Linked DNA regions of Sus scrofa: region 1 is linked to region 2. The links are chromatin contacts, called in public Hi-C maps. All regions are on one chromosome and are shown on one strand. The core of a region is the stretch at or near the end of the contact, and the rest is flanking DNA. Distances in the headings are between cores, read along the strand shown. Region 1 holds the start of NDUFA6 (NADH:ubiquinone oxidoreductase subunit A6). Region 2 overlaps TCF20 (transcription factor 20).

The links. A called contact is a pair of places that touch in the nucleus more often than the background predicts.
Region 1: a Hi-C map of omental adipose tissue shows a contact between it and region 2, with 2.7 times the contacts expected there. The contact joins the promoter of NDUFA6 here to the enhancer-like site in region 2. A contact is called at or near these places in 15 of 47 Hi-C or Micro-C datasets (adipose tissue, blood, differentiating spermatogonia and 7 more) and 1 of 2 datasets of contacts at active chromatin or transcription factors (alveolar macrophages).

The regions. Positions count from the first base shown.
Region 1 is chr5:6,560,471-6,566,005 of Sscrofa11.1, reverse strand. It overlaps NDUFA6 (NADH:ubiquinone oxidoreductase subunit A6), which reads right to left and starts at 3,932. Exons shown (of 3, transcript NM_001185178.1): 1 at 3,777-3,932; 2 at 438-553. The coding sequence starts at 3,915.
Region 2 is chr5:6,500,680-6,507,069 of Sscrofa11.1, reverse strand. The region is part of intron 4 of TCF20 (transcription factor 20); the gene reads right to left. Among named protein-coding and RNA genes, the nearest start is that of CYP2D25, 35 kb to the left of the region's middle. Within about 2 kb of position 3,264, at least 6 of the 83 cell types and tissues checked have an H3K27ac peak or open chromatin away from gene starts, as enhancers often do. A contact at or near this core is called in omental adipose tissue, where this site is marked.

The sequences.
Region 1 (5,535 bases), core at 2,683-5,182, 58 kb before region 2:
GTTCAAGAAGAGTTCAAACTTCCTTCCGTTTGTTGTTGGTTTTATTTATGTATTCATTTATTTTTGGCTGTGCCTGCAGCCTCTGGAAGTCCTCAGGCCAGGGATCGAACCCGACCCACAGCACTGACCCAAGCTGCTGCAGTGACAATGCCACATCCTTAACTTGCTGTGCCACAAGGGAACTCCTGTTTTTTCGTCTTAAAATGCAAGCCCCAGTGGATTTTCCCTTGAACAATCTTATAATTTACATAAATATAAATATAATATTTAACCAGGTGAGAACCTCTAAGTTCAGCTGTTCCTTTGAAACATTAAGTAACCGTTACTGACTCAGTAGTTGCTTTTAAACTTGGGAGACAAAAATGTTCACCTAAGAAGAGTGAGAAGCTCTGTACAAGTCGGCTGCTCTTTTAAATCAGTCAGGGAGAGTCAGTTACCTTAATGACCAGAAGATCAACCACCCTGGGGTCTGTGACGTGGGCATTCTTCATAAACATTTCTCGGACTTTATCTCGTCCCTGTTTCACAGAGATGTCTAGCTGGAATAAATGCACTAGAAAGAAAACATGATTCAGGGTAGAGAGGGTTAAAATGTGTTTTAAGAAAATTGAGTCAATGGCTAGTCATTGAACGCGTAAGTTGCCCATTCATTCCACTCACCAAATACTAGCCTGACCCTGAGTTAGGTGATTGAGGATGTGAAGAACTGTGATACGGCACTTGCTCTCAGAGCTTGCATTCTGTTTGGGGAGACAAGCTCACTGCTTTTGAAGAGGCAAGATAGCACAGTTCAAGAGTATGAACAAGCTGGGTTCAAATCCCAGCTCTGTCACTTATCAGCTATATGATCCTGTGTACGTTAACTTTTCCATGCCTCAGTGTATTTATCTGTGAATGAAATGAGGACGAGAGCAGCATATGTAACTCCAGAGCTGATGTGATGAGTCAATGAGAGAAGGCAAGATGCTCAGAACAGTGCCCCGGATAGAATAAGCTCTCAATAAATGCTGGCATTTTTACTGCATGGAACAACTGGCACAAGATGACAGGGTTGAAATTAACGTACAATGATAGGTGTAGGCTTGTGCACCACACAGACCTAAGAGTTGAGGGAGACTGCTGCGTGTGCAGGTAAGGAAAGGCATCAATCTAGCAGGCAGTGACTGCTATATTAGGTTACTTGGGGGAAAGAGAGAAGTTTAAGGGGTAGCTCCTGCTCTCTAGGTCTTAAATTCTAATTGCAGGGACAACAATTAGAATTTATGAATGCAATAATGAATGCAATTGTAAAATGTGATTGCAATGAATGCAAATGTAAAAATCACAGTGTTCAGGCGTTCCCGTCATTGTGCAGTGGAAATGAATCCGACTAGTATCACCAGGATGTGGGTTCGATTCCTGGCTTCACTCAGTGGGTCAAGGGATCCGGTGTTGCTGTGAGCTGTGGTAGAGGTTGCAGACGCAGTTCGGATCCCAAGTTGCTGTAGCTGTGGTGTAGGCCAGCAGCTGTAGCTCTAATTCGACCCCTAGCTTGAGAACTTCCATATGCACATGTACGGCCCTAAAAAGCAAAACCAAAACAAAACAAAACAAAAAAACCCCCGCAATATTCAGCAACCCCTGATTAAGTACTAAAATAGTGGCACAGACTCAGTGACTTGGGAGCTCAGATAAAGCCCATAGATGTTCTCTGAAAATTAGGTTTCGGTCATTTGTATTCTTATCCTCTGGCGGCTGGCCTTCGGTGGATTTGCTGGTGACAAGGACACGAACAGGGCCTTGAGTGGTAGGTAAAATAAGAAGAGAGGGGCACACGAGGCCCAGGCAACAGAATAAACAGGCTAGAATGGGCACCGAGGCTAGAATGGGCACCGAGGTTGAGGAGGCCTGGGGGCTCCCTTGGTGAGGAGACCTTGCGGTGTGGCCATTCCTGTGACGTCGCCACTCTGGTCTACAGAACTATCACGGCCAGCTCTGAAAAGCACAAGGGCTGTTTAGGGACAATTAAGTTTGAATCTTTGATTATACTCATAACTTAGTGATAGCAATAGAAAAATAAAGCTTCTGCTGAGGAAAAGATCAAGCCCGGCTGATCCAACCAAAGAATAAAAGCAACAGCAGAAATGTAACAGGAGAAACTCCGCCATCCCAGCTTCACGGGTGTTAACAGGGAGGGCAGAGGGTCACCCACACAAGAAAGAGCTCGGTGTCCAGTGGTGTGCTGGAGCAGGCTGCCTGGGGAGCCAGGCACACACGTCTCTTCCCAAATCTGCCTGCACTGACTTCACTTTGAGGGCTTAAAAATCCACCGCGGTGGGAGTATTTACATCACTGAAAATGGTAAACACTAAAAATCTAGGTTTTCAGCCACAGAGTTAGGTGCCAAACACCACAGTCAGTATCACGTTAGGAAGTCTGGAAAAGCAAACACAGGGACAAGAGGACAAAGACACACAAATCCATGCAAACTAACATGGATCCTGGATTTGAGAATCCTAGCACTAGAGCACTGTGGGGACTTGCCTGAGGTCAGACCACTGGTTCCTGGCAAACAGGGGCCAAGAATCCAGGTTGTTTATTGTTTTATAATGTACGATATTCTGCTCGTTTAAGGAAGGGAGCATGAAGAATCTCCCCCTGCTATCAGTGCTTACCTTTCCCGCATAGTCACATCAGATACCTGCCCAACCTTGGGAGAAACAACAAGGCACCTCCACGCCTACTAGGGAAGCTGGTGTCCACCCACTCCCGTTCCACGTGATGTCCTAAACCACACACCAGCTCACTGGGTGCATGCATCTTCTCCTCAGGAAAATGTTCACAGGCACAGATGCAAAGATGTGCTTACGATGTTAGTTTACGGACCCCTGAGTGCCCACCCTGCCCGGTTAAGAACCCGTGTCTCTAAAGAGAAAAATTCCATAGCTTTGTCCTAGGCGGCCTCCTCCTATCCCAGCCCCCTGAACACACCCCCTCCACCAGTGAGAAAGCCGGGGACAAAAATGTCCCTGACATGTGTATTGCCCCTGACAGTTTAGATGAGGTTTTCCCCAACTTTTCCTTCACTAGTTACACTGGGCAGCGCTAAGGGGGATGCCCCCCCGGCCCCCCGAAAAAGACAGTCTTTGAACCCAGGGAGCTTATACCTTAATCCTGCAGGTGGACAGACTGGTTCTCAGACACGTGATTCCTGGGGTTCTGAGGCAGCAGAGGGCAGGGGAAGGCGTTCTTAAGGAAAACTAGCCTGCAGAGCCAGGTAAAAAGACTTGGGAGACTGCGGAGGGTGGCCCTCTCACCTGGAGGGACGGCAAAAGGCACCACGTCTTACTGGATGACCTTGGGAAAGTCCCTTCCCTTCTCCGTAGGAAATGTGGGAAGACCACGATGGCTCAAATTCTACAGCCCTTTGGTTTATATAACCTAACGGGCGTCCGTAAATACATTCAGGTTTTCCAGAGTTCACCTGGGGGTTGACCTGGCCTGGCCTCTAGGTGCCTCGGTTGCCTCACCTATAAAATGAGTATGTCAGTGACAGCCGCTGCTCTCCCTCGCAGGGGCTCGGGAAGAAATACAGGGGGGCAAAGAGCGAGAGCGCTAGACGCGCGGTTCCGACGCAGAGCACGACTAGGCACGTGGGACCCTGCTGCCCTGAAGCACTCGGAGTCACCCCTGCCCAAGTTGGCCACCTCCGCCCGGCCCGGCAGAAACGGGAGGCCGGGGCGGCTGCGACCTTGGGCGGCTGCCTCCGGGTGCCCGCGTGCGGCGCTGCCTCTCACCAGTGTTCGGCACCTCCCGATACCAGGCGCGATAGAGCTCGCGCACCCTCCGCTTGGCCTCGTTCATGTCCCGACTGAAAATGGGCTTCACCGAGGTGCCGGCCGCCGCAGCCGCCCGGGGAAGTCCGCTCGCCGCCATCTTGCTAAATAAACCACAGCTCAACACCACCCCCTTTTCTACTCTTCAGGGCGGCCTGGGGACGCCTTTTTTTTTCTCATTGGCTAAAACCTGTATCCCCGCCCACAATCTTCGCTGGTGGGCGGGAGAATGGCTGTGGGGCTCTCTTATTGGCTGAGAAGCCTTGCTCTCTTGGTTGGAGACCGGCAGGCGCATGCTCACCTGCGGAATCGCGCTATCGGCCATTGGGGGTCCTAGCCGTCGCCCTGTTGTGCCGCCGGGGGGCGCTCGGGCCCAGGCTGATCTTTGGGCCGCGAGCTGGTGTCTCGCTGCTGTCAAGAGTCAGGCCGAGCGCTCGTGCTGGGCGGGTTGTGGAGCTTCGTCTATCAGCTCCCCGGGCTCCGGCCGTCGGCCCCAGGGGCCGCTGAGGCGGATAATAGCTTCTGTTCTGCCGTGGCGTTGGCCCAGCAGCTCTGCGGCTTTTCTGGAAAAAAAAAAAAAATTTCCTGTACACCTGCTCTCTCGAAGCGTGGTGTAGAGGTAGAGGTGAAAGCGCTCTCCTGGCCCTTTAGGTTCTCAGCGCTTCTCCACGCCCAGGAGGTAGGTCGTATCATCAGCCGCATTTAGACGGGGACGTTTTCATCCCAAACTCTGCATCTCTGTGACAAATAGCCCAGAATTTTGGAGCTGGACCGAACCTTAGGTCGTCCACTGGGGATAGCCCTTTTGCCTGGCATTCTTCTCCTGAGGTTACCTCTGAACATCAAGGGGAACCTGGAAGGGTAAAGGGAAAAGTAACAGCTGACAGCCTGTCAGGCCGTGCACAGGTGTTCTGCTTGGTCTTTGTCAGCCTCCCAGATCAGGGAGGGTCTGCTGGCCTCCCATCTTCAGGTGAGAAACTGAGGTGGTGCCAGACGTCTCGGTCACTGGCCATCTCCGACTGCGCCCCTGCCTTAACACTTGCCTGGAGTCCATGGGTCTTTTCTGAAAGTGCAGCTGGACAGACACCTTGTAAGTGTTGGGAAGGAGTTGGGGTCAGGGCTCAACTGGGACCCCAGCCAGCATGGGGGATGGACCTGCATCTAGCCCAGTCTCTCCCCCCCCCCATTTTTAATGTCTTTTTGCCTTTTCTAGGGCTGCTCCCACGGCATATGGAGGTTCCCAGGCTAGGGGTCGAATCGGAGCTGTAGACGCCGGCCTACGCCAGAGCCACAGCAACGCTGGATCCGAGCTGCGTCTGGGACCTACACCACAGCTCACGCAACGCCAGATCCTTATCCCACTAAGCAAGGCCAGGGATCGAACCCACAACCTCATGGTTCCTAGTTGGATTCGTTAACCACTGAGCCACGACGGGAACTCCTTTCTTTCCTTTTTTAGCAGACTCATGGCCTATGGAGTTCCCGGGCCAGGGGCCAGATCTGAGCTCCAGTTGTGACCTGAGCTGCAGCTGCAGCAACACCAGATCCTTAACCCACTGTGCCAGGCTAGGGATGGAACCTGTGTCCCAGTGCTTCCAAGACGCCACCGATCGCATTGCACCACAGCAGGAACTCCAGTTTTTCCCATTTTATTTGTATTTATTTATATTTATTTATTTACTTACTTACTTACTTTTTAGGGCTGCACTCTCAGCATATG
Region 2 (6,390 bases), core at 2,015-4,514:
CCACTGAGCGAGGCCAGGGATCGAACCCGTGACCTCAAGGTTACTAGTTGGGTTTGTTAATCACCGAGCCACAGCAAGAACTCCAGAACTTGCTTTAAAAAATAAATCTCTAACAACCCAAATGAAAAATGGGCAAAAGACCTGAATAGACACATTTCTCCAAAGATATACAGATGGCCAACAGGCACATGGAAAAATGTTCAACACCACTGATTACTAGAAAAATGCAAATCAAAACTACTATAAGGTACCACCTCACACCAGCCTGGCCATCATTAATAAGCCCACAAATAACAAATGCTGGAGAGGGTGTGGAGAAAAGGGAACCCTCTTGGCACCACTGGTGGGAATATAAATTGGCACAACCACTATGGAAAACAGTATGGAGGTACCTTAGAAAACTATATATAAAACTACCAATCCCACTTGGCATATATATCCTGACAAAACTTTCCTTGAAAAAAGACACATGCACCTGTATGTTCATTGCACCACTATTCACAACAGTCAAGACATGGAAACAACCTAAATGTCCATTGACAGATGAATGGATTAAGAAGACGTGGTATATATACACAATGGAAGGCTACTCAGCCATAAAAAGAATAATGCCATTTGCAGCAACATGGATGGACTAGAGGTTCTCATACTGAGTGAGAAACACCATAGGATATCGCTTATATCTGGAATCTAATATACAGCACAAATGAACCTTTCCACAGGAAAGGGAATCATGGACATGGGGAGAGCAGACTTGTGGTTGCCAAGGGGGAGGGGGAGGGAACAGGATGGACTGGCAATCTGGGGTTAACAGATGCCAACTATTGCCTTTGGAATGGATAAGCAAGGAGATCCTGCTGTATAGTACTGGGAACTATATCTAGTCACTTATGATAGAGCATCATACCGTGAGAAAAAAGAATGTATATATGTATGTGTGACTGGGTCACCTTGCTGTACAGGAGAAAACTGACAGAACACTGTAAACCAGCTATAATGGAAAAAAAATCATTAAAAATAAAAAAATTTTTTAAAGATAAAAAATAAAAATAAATCTCTGGGGAGTTCCCACTGTGGTGCCGTGAGTTAATGATCTGGCCTGTCTTTGTGGAGGGCTGGTTCGATCCCAGTCCTGGTGCAGTTGAACGCTACTGCAGCCGTGGTAAAGGCTGCAGCTCTGACTTCTTGCATTTAATCCGGGGAACTTCCATGTGCCTCAGGGGCAGCAGAAAAAAGAAAAAAGAAAAAAAAATTCTCTGCTAGCAAGCTCTTTTCCTTATCATTTTCTTTGCCTTTTCTTCTTCTTTTAACGGCCACATCTGTGGCATATGGGGGTTCCTGGGCCAGGGACTGAATCTGAGCCACAGCTGTGACCTACACCCAGGGGCAGTAATGACAGATCCTTTATCCACCACGCTGGGCCAGGGATCAAACCTGCACCTCTGAGGTGCAGCTGACCTTAGCTGCTGTGGTTGGATTCTTAACCTACTGTGCCACACTGGAACTCCTCATCATTTTCTTGTTTATCCAAAAGTGGAGGGAGAAAAAAAATCCAGGTAAAGACATGTTCTAGTTGGTTATTCCATCTCCTGGATTTCCCTTCCCTTTATTCAATGGGGTATCTTTTTCTTGGTTCCTGCCTCAAATACAGGCAGCCTAAAAAGAGAAAGATATGAAGAGAAAAACGGAGCAACAGCTGGGGTGGAGAGGAGGACCTGAATTCTTCATTGTGGCCGAGCCGTCCAGGGAGCCTTGGCAGGGCTGGCCCACAGGAGACTAGCCCGGCCCTGCCTCCACTCGGTGGCCGAGCTCGGGCCAGCTAGTTAATTTAAGCCTCAGTTGTCTCAACACTAAACTGGGGATAATACCCAGATGAGAAAAGAGGGGAGGGCTGGAGAATCTTTTAAGAAAATTGAGGAAAACAAACAAAACCCCTCCCCCAATCAACACCAAATGTGCTTGACAATGCAGGAAAAGAGTATTTTTTAAAATGACACATAGGGCATTCCTTCTGTATAAAAACAGAATTGAAGAAAAAGTCCCTAGGAGTTCCTGTCATGGCTCAGCAGTAGTGAACCCGCCTAGTATCCATAACGACTTGGGTTCGATCCCTGGCCTTGCTCAGTGGGTTAAGGATCCAGTGTTGCTGTGAGCTGTGCTGTGGGTCGCAGATGCAGTTTGGATCCCTGAGTTGCTGTGGCTGTGGTGTAGGCTGGCAGCTACAGCTCTGATTTGACCCCTGGCCTGGGAACTTCCATATGCCTTGGGTGCAGACCTAAAAAGAAACAACAACAACAACAACAACAAAAAACGTCCCAGCAGTGGTCCTGGGATGGCCTCAGGACAGCAGAGCCCTTTAGGCTTATCTGCAAGGCTACAGGAAGCAGGAGATACAGCAGGGCAGACCTCCCAGAGGAGCTGCTTTACAAAAATCTGCTACCAGCGAGCGCTGACACCCAGCAATGCTGCCACTTATGTGCATTCGCTTTAAACATTTATCTTTCTATTACAACATTTTTTACAGACCAGACACAGTATCTAATCACTCTTTTTTTTTTTTTTTAAACTGATGATAACATTCCCTAAACATGTACCAGTACTATTAGGTACTAGTAATTATTTCTACCAAGATGCCTACAAAGTTAAAGGTTTTAACTCACATATGGAATGAACTTCCAATGTGGATGTGGTGGACACAGACAGGGGACATTCACTGTGGGTTTTAAATGTTCTATAATCTCTACCTCTAATTCCCCTGGGTTTATAGTCTTCAGGTTCAGCAGTAACACATTTACAGAGGCAAAACAAAGCAATTTCCCACATAAAACGCATCCACTTGCTACAATTTAAGTTAAAACCAGCCCTCATTCCCCTCTTCTAGAACATTAAAGCATTTACAAAAAGACTTGGTTTAATCATTTTTCTCCTGAACTGCATATTGTTATGTTAATCCACGTGCTTCATAACTACTCCACTTAGGAGAATGTCAACACAGGCCTCACTAATAATGCTTCTTTGGCTTAACCAGACGTTGATTTTTTTTTCCTGAAACACACTTCATTGTTTTATCTAACCCACAGGTACATATGCTACATTAAAATATTTCTAATCAGAGGATTTCTTGTACAGTTGGAGAAGAAAGCTGTAACTCTGTTGAGAACATTATGTATTTTGTCTAAGGGGAGTTTCTACATGTTAGGCAGAAAGGGATGTGTGCCCTTTAAGAAGTTAGAAAGGAGGTTTAAGGCAGTAATTAGCACTGAATAGCAGCCGGGAACCTGAGAAAGGCCAGCCCAGCAGGAGGAGGAGCCCGGAGGCTACCCTCTAAGAAGAAAGCGAAGGGCCTTTTCTCTCAGAGAAATGCTTAGAGACAGAGTTTAAAACACGGAATTTAAGTTGCACAAGACTGCGTACTTGCTTATTTTTTACCCTCTGCTCAAACAGTGGATTGGCTTATAAGAAAGTGATTGCCCTTTGTGCTTTCTGAATCTAAAAAGGCATCTTTTTAAAGACATTACTTGCCAGCAAAGTGACTCTCAGTTATAACCTGCTCCCCAGGAGCTGGGTCTATGCATCCAGAAAGCCGCTCCTTCGCACGGTGGGCATATTCAAGGGTTTACAATTTCAGTGGCAGAAGTGATGAACCGACTGAACAGGCTTCCTTTAACAGCATCTCAAATCTGAGCAGCTTACACTGGAACTCCAATCTCCAAGGAAGTTCCAGATTCTTGGAAAGCTTTTTCCTTATTTTCACTGCCTCTCTTCCCACTTGCATTTGTTTTATCTGTTCTTAAGAGGGCAGATGTGCTTCCACCCAACCCATGCCCCACCTCCCCAATGGAAACAAATGAATGACTATCCTAGCGGAGATCTTGTCAGGCAAAGCCCACCGTTCCTGAAAGCAGCAAGTTCTTCAAGGGCAGAGACAGCCTGAAAAGGGACAGACACTTTTACACGGGGAGGGGGGGGGGGGAGAGTTCTGGCAGAAAGGAACTTTAAAAAAATGAGTCACTTTGCTGTACAAAGAAATTGGCACAACACTGTAAATCAACTATATTTTAATAGTAGTAATAATAGTAATAAACCAAGGGTATCTTGGCATATTTAAGCTACTGCCAATGCAAATATCCATAGGGTCACTGGTCCCCACACCCTAAAGTCAGTGGGCTTTTTGAGGCCACTTAATGAAGTGAGAGTGTGTGAGACTCCTCACAGGGCATTTCAGGTCCCTCACATGCCTTTCCTTCGCAGAAACCTTGCACTGGAAGGAAAATCTGGGTCCAAACCTAGAATGCAAACTTTAGTACCAAAGGAGTTGACTAGCTAACACTTGGGTTTTCAGAGTTGATTTTAGTCTGTCTCCTGCCCTGGCATCACCTGCAGGGCCGTCACCCAGAAGACGAACATGCGACATCCCAAGTGTTTCTTACCACTCACAGGTTAAGAAGTTAGGCTGAGAGAGGCTAAACTGACTTGTCTACCGCTACAATTCTCTAAGAGGCCGATCTCTATGAATACTTGGATGAAGGATAAGATGAGATCTACGAGGTTCTATGGTCATTACTCTTCTCAACAATCTCTTTGATTGTCTTCCCAACAAAGACTGTCTGTTGGGAAAATCCAGGAGCCTCTGTTGCACTCCTTCTGGTCCTTGTTCTCTGGGCAGCCTGATCAGTGCACCGTGTTAATGGGAAGAAAGGTGGTTCCGTCAATACATATGGGCTTTCTTTCATGAGTGAGATTACAAAGAAGCAACAGAGGATGGGGTCTCAGAATTCCTAAGTCAAATTAAGGGGGTAAAGGCAACAACTGGTGTTTGCTGGTGGCCTCAGCATGTGTGTATGTGTGGCTGGATGTTTCCTGGGCTTCTGAGAATTAACTGGGAAGGGTTTGAATGGAGTCTCAGGAGCTGAGCAATGAGCTCATGCTGGCATATTAACCTTAAATGTAACTCTCTTTTTCCCAAAGTGGGGGTGGGGTGAGTGGTCACCGAGAACGGAATCCCCCTGCCTGAGAGGCAGCATCCCTGGATGCAACTGGCTTTAATGACGAAAAGGCCTGGGCTCTGCACAGCCTCGCCTGCCAGGAGCAGCAGCAGCAATGTATAAAAGATGCCACCCACAACCTCTGCAATTGTTCTTCAGTCCCTACTGTGGATGCTCAGCCTACACCCCACCCCCACCCCCCGCCCCGGCCTCATGTCACAGCAGAGGAGCAGGTCTCTTGGAGAGTAGCTGGCCCACTGTGAGTGTGCAAACACTGTCCACCTGTGAGGGATGAGGGGACAGAGGCAGTGACACTAAGAAAGCCAGGAAGGGGCTGCTCAGAGTAGAGAATTAAGAGTGTGCTCCTGACGGACTGAGTTTCAAGGGCACAATGGAAGGGCTTGGGAAAGCAGGAAGACATGGACCTTGACATGTGTACCTACTTCTCCTGCCACTCGCTTGTCAGATTCCCCATCCCTCTGAACTTCTGGCAGGTCTGGGTGCACCATGACTCTGGGTAGCTCAAGCCTCTACAGCCTTCCTGACTTGCCTTTCCCCTTGCCCAAGTCAGGTGCAGCTTCTCAGTGCTTACACAGACCCCACGCCCTCGTGGCACTTACACAACATGCTGATCTAAGGAAGCCAAACTACATCTGCTCTTAGCTGCAAGAAACTATCCATCTGAAGTTCCTTAATTTAGAAGACATACAGATGGCCAAAAAACACATGAAAAGATGCTCAACACCACTAATTATTGGAGAAATGCAAATCAAAACTACAGTGAGGTACCACCTCACACCAGTCAGAATGGCCATCATCAAAAAGTCTACAAACAATAAATGCTGGAGAGGGTGTGGAGAAAAAGGAACCCTATTACCCTGTTGTGGGAATGTAAGCTGGTGCAACCAATACGGAGGTTCCTTAAAAAACTAAAAATAGGACTACTATATGACTCAGCAATCCCACTCCTGGGCATATATATCTGGACAAAACTTTCCTTGAAAAAGACACATGCACCCGTATGTCCATTGCAGCACTATTCACAATAGCCAAGACATGGGAACAACCCAAACGTCCATCAACATAAGAACGGATAAAGAAGATGTGGTATACATATACAACGAAATATTACTCAGCCATTAAAAAGAAAGAAATGCCTTTTTCAGCAACATGGATGGACCTAGAAATTATCATACTAAGTGAAGTAGTCAGAGAAAGATAAATATCATACGAAATCACTAATATGTGGAATCTAATAGACTGACACAATAGGACTTAAAAAAAAAACACAGAAGCTGACTCAAAGATTTCAAAACCAAATTTGTTTATCAAAGGGGAAATGTGTGGAGGGGGTATAAGTTAGGGGGTTGGGACTGACATATACGCACTACTATATATAAAATAG